Linked DNA regions of Zea mays: region 2 is linked to region 1. The links are chromatin contacts, called in public Hi-C maps. All regions are on one chromosome and are shown on one strand. Each heading gives the region's core, a stretch centred on a gene start, on an enhancer-like site or on the middle of the called end of the contact. The rest is flanking DNA. Distances are from core to core; before and after follow the strand shown.

Region 1 (5,646 bases), core at 1,772-4,271:
AATCTTCCTCTAGCATGAGATGGATGGGATTGCAACAAGCCACCCAAGAATAGTTGTGTGCACCAATCCTCTTGCTACTATATTAGGTGAGTGTTTAGTTTCTAGAGATTAATTTGTAATCCCTTTTTATTTTATTACATTTTCGTCAATAAATTACCAAATACTAAATATAAAAGTCTATTTTATTTCTCATATTTAATAATTTAGAATTAAAATGAAATAAAATAGATGGACTAAAAATTAATCCCTACAGACCAAACAACCACTAACTACTCATTGATGATGAGGCTAGCTGAAAATGACCATCGTGGCCCAAAAGAAAGGACACCAGTTCGTGCTCTGCGTCATTGAACCTTAGCCACGCCCGATTTCGCTAGGCTTTTCTAGCTACATGTTTCTGGTTGTCTCAGCTTATCTTGTTTGAACCTTTTTCCTACAAATATTATATAGTGCAAAACTGCAAAGGCAACAGGGTACCATACCATGCAACATTGTGGGCATATATACACAACATTCCTTTTTTTCTTCTTTTCGAAACTACATAGTTTTTTTTTCTTCCTTTTTTTGCCTACAAATATTATAACTGCACTGAAGCATTGTCATGTGGAGCTGAGGATAGACAAGGGGCATGCTTGATGCTTGCGACCCTGTCCCTGGCCGGCTTGGCCCGTTTAACTGGTTCAGGTTGAAGCTAACATGTCTCGCCTACTGCAACTCACTTTGTTTGCGCACTTGTACCATATGAGCCTGGCTCAGACGAGCTGATGCTTGTCATCCAGTAGGCAGCCGGGCTAGAAGGCTAAAACTAGTTAAAAGCGAAAGCCTTGTGCCACGAGTAGGGCTGGATGAAATGCTCGTGTCTCGCTAGCTCGCTCGGTTCATGGTCAGCTCGATTCGGCTCGGATCGGCTCGTTTGAATTTTTTCACGAGCTGAGCTGACATCCTAGCTCGGTTTGTTAACGGGCCAGCTCGGTTCGTTAATGAGCCAGCTCGCGAGCTAAACGAGCTATCATATTACAACAAAACGAAACTATATGCATATCATTTACAGAATAATTGATGAACGTATTATATATATATGTGAGGTGTTTATGGCCTATGAATTAAACTAATGATTAATGAACTATGTCTATGTGTTAATTTGGTCTATGCATATATAATTATGGATTAAACTGATGAACATGTATGTGAACTGTGAATTAATGAGTGATGAATTGTGCTAATTTGGTGTTACATTGACGTGGTGTCTGAAACTATGAGTATAATTACTATTTTCTATTGTTAAATTAGTTTGAAATTAACTAAAAATAATTATTATGTACATATTATTTTTTCTGCTGTGTCTCGCGAGCTAAACGAGCCAGCTTGAGCTCGTAAATGATCCGAGCCGAGTTGACTCTGTGGCTCGTTACCTTAACGAGTCGAGCCGAGCTGGCTCGTTAGCTTAACGAGCCGGCTCGAACTCGGACGAGCCGAGTCGACCTAGCTCGTTATCCACCCCTAACCACGACTAGCCATGCTCCTAGGTAGGCCTGGGCAAAAAGAACCGGAACCGAGGAACCGAACCGAAATAACCGAGAACCGGAACCGAACTAACCGAACCGAAGGAACCGTTATGAAATTCGGTTCTGGTTTTTTGAGAACCGAAATAAATGAGATATTTTCGGTTCTGCACTCCAAAGAACCGAAAGAACCGAAAAACCCAAAAGTATTAGATTCAATTTGTTACATGTGTTTGTAACTTCGGATGTTGTGTTATCGACTTATGTTGAACCTCTAATCATCCATGTATTATCTATGAAATTATAGTCATTGTGCACTTGTCGTTGTTTGTGGGGAGATGTTGCTGAAATTTCTCACAAAAGTTGTCGTTATTCATAATTTTAGAGTGGCTGTTAAAGTTCGGTTAGAACCGAGGAACCGAACCGAAGAACCGAGAACCGAACTAGTCGGTTCTGATTTCTTTATCTTGCTATTTCGGTTCTAGTTTTTGAAGAACCGAATTTCTACAAGAACCGAGGAACCGAACCGAACCGAACCGAAGAACCGAATGCCCAGTCCTACTCCTAGGAAACGAAACTTGATCTCGTTTCTGTGAACCAGAATAAAAGGCTAAATTTGCACACGAATAGCCTGGCTCCCGAGCAAGCCAGACGATGCAAACACACGAGCTACAGCCGGGAACGCAGTCACGCTGCTGGGTCATAGGCAAACACACCCAAGATGTTTTACAGAACGGAACTACTTAGCTAGCTTGCTTTTATACGTTATAAAAAGAGTAGAATTGAAAAATAAAAAAATTCTAGCACATATCCACTGGGGAGACCGTTTTGTCTAAACGACACATGTAGGGGGTGTTTGGTTTAAGGAATCACTACATCCAAATTGAGGTGGTGCATCATGTGGGATGACCTTATTCCTCATATTAGTACTAACTAATTAACTATGAGTAATGAGGTGGTGATGAATCAACTCATTCCATTCCACAAACCAAACAAAAATAGTGAGGAGTGAGAAGATGATGGACTAGCTCATTCCTTAAACCAAACACCCTAGTAATAAGCACATAACGAAGCATCTACGATGGACACGTAGAGACACAAAATAGTCCTGTCCATTCCTTTCAGGTGCCTTCTTACTATGAGGATGCCCAAAATCGATTGGAAAAAGGAGAGAGAGAAAGTCCGGAGACCGTTGGGATCAGAGGTTGGCGGCCTATTGTTGTGATCTAACCACAGGTCCTAATCACACAATAAATTAAGGCACCAGCACTCCTTGCAGTCGCAAGAAGACCACCCCACCTCTTCTTTCTCCTAGAAAACCCCTTGTATTGAGCCACCTTTTGCCTGTTACATCATGGTGGACATTGGAGGACGCATGATGCATGGGCACTTGGTATTGGCACCGATTCCCTATCCCCTGCTCCAACTAAAATCCACTCTCTCTGCTAGCCTGCCTCTAGCTCTATCTCTCTCTCTCTCTTTTCTCTTTTCTTTTCTTTTCTTTTCTTTTGTGGTTTTATCTCTTCTTTCATTCAGCTCACATACAAACTTAGATATTTTTATATTAAAAATAGTTGCGTATGAGAAACCAAAAGGCGGGAATGACTTGGCGGGGAGAAATACTGACCACTTAGAATTGGCTACTCCTATCACAAGCCACATGAGTCTGTGCCTAATTAAACGCCATTGCTCCTAATCCCCTTGCTTAAAGTAAGACAACGCAATCCTTCCTCACCCTCCTCTCTCTCTCTCTCTCTCTCTCTCTCTCTCTCGGCCTCCGTCTCGTTGCTTTCTCTCCGCCGCCTCCCCCACGCGCCCCCGCCCCTCCCCTCCGCTCTTTCTTTCTCCTACCGTCGTTAACTCTCCGTTACATCACCAGCCTCACGCCGTCACGTCAACTTCCGCCACAAAAAGCACCCGCCCCTGCCCAGCCCCAGCCATGTCCACCGCCGGCGACCCCGCCGTCGCAGCAGCAGCAGCTGCGGCAGCGGCCACCCCGTCAGGTCGCGCGCCGAGGCTGCCGCGGTGGACGCGGCAGGAGATACTGGTGCTCATCGAGGGCAAGCGCATGGTGGAGGGACGCGGCGGGCGCGGCGCGCGGGGCCGCGCGGCGGCGGCGGCGGCTTCTGGAGAGGCCTCGGCGGTGGCGGCGCTGGAGCCCAAGTGGGCCGCGGTGGCAGAGTATTGCCGGCGCCACGGCCTCGAGCGGGGCCCCGTGCAGTGCCGGAAGCGCTGGAGCAACCTCGCCGGAGACTACAAGAAGGTGAAGGAGTGGGAGCGTGCCGCTGCGGCGTCGCGCGAGCCGTCCTTCTGGGCTATGCGCAACGACGCGCGCAGGGAACGCCGCCTCCCGGGCTTCTTCGACCGCGAGGTGTACGACATACTCGAGGGCCGGGGCCGCGCGATCGTCGACGGCCGCTCCGCCCGGAATGCCGCGGCGGAGCAGCCGGCGCCGGTGCGCGTCGACGAGGACAAGGAGGCGGAGGTGCCGGAGGCCGTATTTGACAGTGGCCGCCCGGCTACGGAGGAGGCCTTGTTCTCGGAGGATGAGGAGGAGGAAGAAGAGGACGCACCGCCGGTGGCCCCACCTCCCCCTCCACCACCAGTCATCGCCGTGCCTGTATCTGGTGAGCTGCTCGTTGACTTCCGCTTCGCCTTTTTGCTGCCTCCCGGTGCTTGCACTGTCTGGGTTTCGGTGCTTCATTAATTTTTTGGTGCTATATTAGGGCATGTACAGTGGTGTTTAATGTGGAGGCTTTTAAGGTGTTTAAGGGGGTTATTTGCAAAAAAATCTTAGAGTCGTCTCTCCACGAAGAGACGCCTCTGGCTCGTAAACCAAGTAGCAACAGACGCCTCACTTCCCACTGTACGAATTTGTCGTCTGTTCTATCGATTTGATGCTATACAAATACATTTAATTCTGTATTTATTAATAGACTACGTTTGTAGACACTCCATTGTACAATACAGTCTCTTAGTTGTCTCCTGTGCTTAGAGAACCGTTTTGGTGTCTCTCCACTGTACATGCCCTTATACTATAAAATCAGAAAATTTTAATTGCGAATTCGTTTTGCCGCTGTTTATACTTGAGGTAAAAGGTTGGAGCCTTTCTGGTTCTTGACCATGCTTAAGTTGAGGTATTCATTCATAACTTGTAAGCACAAGTACTTCCTTCAAATCGGATGCTGTTGATTGGACGTCCTACTAAGTATCCTGTTATTAGATGTATGTTGTGTTCTTTATTTTGGTGCTTTAACGGGGTGGAAAATTTCAAGTTCTTGGTCCTCTTTATTTTTTTCTCTTGGAACATCCGCAATCAACTTTTTAAATGGAATAATTTAGCTGCTGTTCTGGTCCTGGATGATTCGGTCTGATTATCATTTTGGTGTGCTGGAATTTAAGTTTGAGATTGGAGCTTGAGTGACTCTCTGATTCATCTCTTATTCCCGACTGTGTTCATTTGATGTACTTTTTTCTTCTATTGTCGATCTCATTCGTAAGTCCACTGGTTTGTCTTGAGTAATTGCTTCAATTTTCCATTTCAGAGAAGCCCGAGGCATCAAGGCAACAACAGAGTGCTGAGCAAGGTACATGAACTTTTACTTCGTTTACTGTTCTCTAGTTTCCTTTATATTTTTTTAACTTGCAACTCCAGATCTTTTAGTATCGCCGACGAACTTTACTGTTCCATTGTGTTCATTAGCCTATTGTATGCATATCACTAATTTAGTGTTGTGTTAGTGATGAATATGGTATTTTCAGCAATTATAATTACAGCATGTGTCAGATGCACAACTTCTCATTATTGAAATTCACTTTGCACTTGAACTTTCAAATTTCAGCAAGGCTTCAGTTGAAGAGAACTATAGAATGTCTTTGTCGGTTTGCCTGCATAACTAGTGTGAACTGTATCATCAGCTATGAGCCATCCATTGTTATAACTTATAATAGACATTATTAAGTCGTGTTGCTAAGTGGTCGTGGGGTAGCCGAAACCAAACTGATACTGTGCTGGATTGCCAGCTTATACGAAAGTGTAAGCAACCACAAATGGCTCTCTTTGGTCGTTACCATGTCCATCAAACTTTTTCCACATTGGCAGTTTTGGATGAATCACGGTTATCAGTTTCTTTCTGTATGATAC
Region 2 (5,122 bases), core at 205-2,704, 220 kb before region 1:
TAGGACCTTGAGCTCGACTTCACATGGTGTCGGAAGGTCCGCGGTAGGGCGCCGGACCATCCGTGGCGCGCACAGAGGTCTCGGTAAACCTAGATCTCATCTCTCGAGAGTGACTCCATCAGGGAGCAGATATCATAGGGTTGTTTCGGGATCGACAGACTACACAAAGCGCCTTTAGACAATATAGAGCCAAACAGAGTAGAAAATTGAGATTGATGAACTACAACTAATGCTACGCTATATCAAGATCTAAAGCATGAAGGTAAGTAATGTAAATATATTGGTTTGATTAGATTGTGTGTGCATCAATCGGCCGTACCCATTTATATTCGTAGCGAGGAGGTCTGAGAGAAGTTGAACAAAATATCACAAAAAATAGGAAGGATATCACAACAAATCAGGACTCTCGCTTGAATTCATCTAATCTTGAACGGTCCGAAGTACCAAGCCCGACCTAATGGTGATAATGGACTTTAGATTTTACACTATAAAATTTAAGGATCGAATCGAATTAGGAACGAGCTCTATTCCTATTAATTTTTGAATTAAAATTAATTAAAGATCATAGCTTATTGTGAAGCAACATTTTGATTGTAATCTATTACCATCCCTCGCTAGACACGGACTTAGCTTGTCTGTGCTTGCCTACCACCCACGGACCGTCTGATAGTATCAGTGCTACAATTTTTAGTGTTCAACACCTTCTTTCCTCGGCAAAATCTACGTATGAAATGCAGTTTTTGTAATCAAAATGCAGTTGGGACAATATCTTGGTGCTACAAAACTAGCTAGATAGTTTGAGGTAGCATGAAATGCAGGTTTTGTAATCAAAACTATATGGGTCTCCGTGTTCTACCTTTCCACCGCGCTTCTATTACAAAAACTAGATAGTTTCATCATTCCCGGCAAAACGAAACCCGAACAGGATCCACTCACCTCAAGAACGGCACACAAAAATAGGCCGTGGAATCCCAATCGCCCGGTAGAAATTCCAATAGGGAAAAAAAGGGTGGAGGTGGGGAATGAATGGTACGAACATGGGCGGCGCAGACGAGCTCGTCGAGCTTGGCCGGCGGCGGCTGGTGCCCCCTCCGCTCCTTGGGGTGGTGGTGGCCGAAGCCCCTGAGCCTGCGCAACGGCGACTTCATCCCCTGCGGCGTTTGGTTTCTCCCTCTAATCTCGCGTTCGTCGTTGCAAACAGGCGCCTCCTTGCTCCGAGTAAGCCCCTATGATCTTTCCGTAAGCGTAAGCTAGCCGTGGATTTGGAAAGCACCCTTGTGGCTGCGACCCCTTCTTCCTTCCTGATCCTCTGTGCGTCCGTTGCCTTGGAGTTGGAGCCTCGGCTAAAATTAGCTGGCCACTTGGGGCTACGAGGGAGAGGGAGTTCGGAAGGTATCAATCTCTCTTCCCGCTACTTATAATAGAAGCTGACGCTGCTTTGTTTAATCGCGAATGGAGGTCGGAGGAACAGGGACACCCATATCGGCACGGTTGACCTTGACCATGAGACTGCAATCGCGCGGGAGACCGGCTGCTGCCTGCTCCTCTCATTTGCCAAATTTCGACAAGCTGCTCCAACTTTTAATTCTCTCACTAGTTACAAAATGTTCGACAACCGGATAATGCACTTTTGATTGTTTGTCATTATGTTCAATGGTATATAGCATGAAATAAAAAACAGGTGAGAGAGAGCGAAATAGGAGTTAAAAAAAACATAAAAATGTGTACAACGGCTAGGATGCAAATAGTAGCTAGCAAGTTTATACAAGAATGGAATACAACGTAATTGAACATTAGCCATATATATTGTATCCTTATTTCTAACATCCATCATCTACAATCGAGTAAGTTACACAATTTTGATGACTGTGAATATAAATATAGTGTTTCTCCTAAACCTTGCAAAATATCTGCTAGTCTCGCTTGCTCAACAACCAACTACCTTGCTCCACAACCCACTACCCTAGGCCACCCATACACATCACAACGTGTCAATAATTTCCTAAAATAGATTCAAACATCTATCTAATGATACTAATTATATAACAAATATTAATATATATTTGATCAAAGTTAAAAATGATTGACACCTCAAGAACGACAATTATTTTGGGATGTATGGAGTATGTCATCAACTGGTGCTAATTTTCATGAAACACAAATTCTGACTTGTAAGTTAAAATTTTTGTTTTGTGGAGTACTCCTAGGAAGGGTATAATGGGTAGGGTTTCCGCACCCTGTATCCGTTGAGCTCGCTCTCGAGCTTCTCCTTGCGCTGGTCGCCACGGCTAGAGACACTGAAGACCCACCCCTAGTCGAAGCCATAGCACGGGCCGAGGCGGCTGCCAATCTTGGTGCCGACATCACAGTTCTTGGTCGTGATTTAAGAAGAACTAAGTTTGAACCTGTTTCTAGAAAACCCCAACCAAAACGGGATTTTCAATCTACGCTTTGATTTTTGAGTTGCTCAGGTTGATACTTCAAGAATCATCTTCTTTCCCCCGCGCAAACTTTCTGTGAAGTTTGAGAATTTTATGGGCATTTTAGCGTGCCCAGCACTGCCGGCCATGAGCGCAGCACTACTGCTCAACCATTCCTGCTATTCTATTACTGAATTTTTGCAGAGAGTTTGGTTGGGCATTCTTCAGGCTTTTGGTACATTCAAATGACACTGGTTTGCATTGTACTCTGATCTGCTATTTTGAGTCCTTAGAGGATTTTGGTTTGAGTTTTGGGAATCAAGTCACAAGTGTCGTTCTCGCAGTTCGAGAATTTGTAATGGCTCCCATTCACCCCCACTGGTGGCCTCACCAGTCCTTCATATTCTTCAGAGCGTTGATTCATGTTATACATCCATTTACGACTCATCTGTATTATTTGTATAAGACATTATTAATGCTATCTTTCATAAACATATGACACAATCGACCATAAAATTCAAGGAATCTTAACAAATAAATAACTATTTCAACTATATTATATGAGAGGATGAACTTGCTAACGTTTTTCACACTTAAATGAGTGAAATCTTCAACAAATTCTTCGAAAATAAATTGTATAGTACCTCCTCTCTTTGAAGCTTATCACGACATGAACCTATGAGAGAATTAAATTACCTTCATGTGTAATACACAACATATGAGACAATTAACTCAAACAATTTAAAAATATTACACAACAACACTATTTCAAACTTATTTAGCAAATGAACAAAGCTCCAATCTAGTTTACTACTAATTTCTATTACATTCATTCATATTTCTACACATATTAGAGGACGAACATACTAATTTTTCCCTAAATTATATAAACCACAAATATCAAAAAACCTAAACAAAAAATAACTATTTCAACTTCACTATATAGGAGGACGAACTTGCTGACTTTTTCGCACTTAAATGAATGAAAATTTTAACAAATTCTTGAAAAATTTGCACAACACTTCACCACTTTAAGCTTATAGCGACATAAATAGAGAGCTAGACTATGTTCTTCACACGAGCTAAAAGGAGAGGGTTTATAAATCAAGAATATTAGTACTTGGTGTCTTCAACTAGTACTAAATCATTGACATTAGTGCCGGTTGGAATCACCAACAGTTACTAAAGGAGTGTTTGGTTCAGCCCATATAAAGTTTAGTCTATGTTACATCAAATATCTAAATAATTTATACGTGTATATATTAAATATTGTCTAGTTATAAAACTAATAACATACACTACCGGAATCGCGTTCTTTGCCGAGTGTCTAAGACACTCGGCAAAGGCTATTTTACACTCGGCAAAGGCTTTGCCGAGTGTAACACTCGGCAAAGAACACTCGACAAAGATTTCATCGGCAAAGGGTTCTTTGCCGAGTGTTTTTTTCGGACACTCGGCAAAGACTTTGCCGAGTGTCAAAAAGCACTCGGCAAAGAAAAACACTCGGCAAATTAAGAATCGAAAAAATTAAAAAAAACAGCAAAACATTTTTTAAATTCTAGGAACAACTCTCCAACCCTACCCTATTACCTTACCCGTTGCCCTATCATTTTTCACTATTATTTTGAATCAAACTTATATGTTTTGTAAATGGTGAGATTCGAACTCGCAACCTCTCTCTCGCGCATTCCATCCTATACCACTATACTACTACACCAATTATGTTTATATTACGTTTTCATTCCCCATGTACTATAACAAATCGAGAGTAATTTAATTATTTAAGGCACTAAATGAGTTCATTTGAAAATGTGACCAACTATAAAGTTGCATAACTTTTTGAGATCTAAAAGTTTTATTTTAATAGTTTCTACATCCGAGACCGTTTATAAAATTTGAATTTTAAATTTAAAAACTTCACACGAAATTTTCAATGATAAGATGATTTCAAATCAAAAAATTGTCAACTACAAAGTTTCATTACATTTCAAGACCTACAAATTTTATTTTGGTGGTTTTTCCATCCGAGACAGTTTGAAAAATTCAAATTTCAAAATTTAAACAAAGTTTTGCATAACAAGATGATTTCAAACTAAAACATTGTCAACTACAAAGTTTCATAACTCTTCAATACCTACAACTTTCATGTTGGTGGTTTTTCCTTTCGAAGTCGTTTTCAAAATTCAAATTTTAAATTTTTTAAATTCAGACGTAGTTTTCGTTGACAATATGACTTCAAATGAAAAAGTTGTCAACTATAAACTTCTATAACTTCTCAAGATCTACAAAGTTTATTTTGGTTGTTTGATAATTTGTTTATCTCAGATGATGGTTCTAACAATATGCACAAATTCTATACGTCTCTCTCGTAGTTTCATAAACTACGAGAGAGATATAGGTTTTATGAACAAATTTATTTTTATTTTGTCATATGAAGAAATGTTCAATATATAAATTGTACATCATGATGAGTTATACAAATTTGTAGTTGAAAACTTTTTCATTTGAATTAATTTACTACTTTAAAATATGATTTTTAAATTGTCTTTGCCTAGTGTTGGAGAAAAAACACTCGGCAAAGAGCTCTTTGCCGAGTGTTGTATTTGTGACACTCGGCAAAGAGCCCTTTGCCGAGTGTAAAAAAAGACACTCGGCAAAGAAACTCTTTGCCGAGTGTCAAAAATAAAACACTCGGCAAAGAG

Evidence for each region. A called contact is a pair of places that touch in the nucleus more often than the background predicts.
Region 2: a Hi-C map of leaf shows a contact between it and region 1, with 2.9 times the contacts expected there. The contact joins the promoter of LOC103653545 here to the promoter of LOC100383806 in region 1. A contact is called at or near these places in 10 of 25 Hi-C or Micro-C datasets (bundle sheath, ear, leaf and 2 more).

What each region holds. Positions count from the first base shown.
Region 1 is chr4:99,226,962-99,232,607 of Zm-B73-REFERENCE-NAM-5.0, reverse strand. It overlaps LOC100383806, which reads left to right and starts at 3,021. Exons shown (of 3, transcript NM_001176438.2): 1 at 3,021-4,129; 2 at 5,048-5,089. The coding sequence starts at 3,442.
Region 2 is chr4:99,445,177-99,450,298 of Zm-B73-REFERENCE-NAM-5.0, reverse strand. It overlaps LOC103653545, which reads right to left and starts at 1,454. Exons shown (of 11, transcript XM_008680422.3): 1 at 1,038-1,454. The coding sequence starts at 1,148.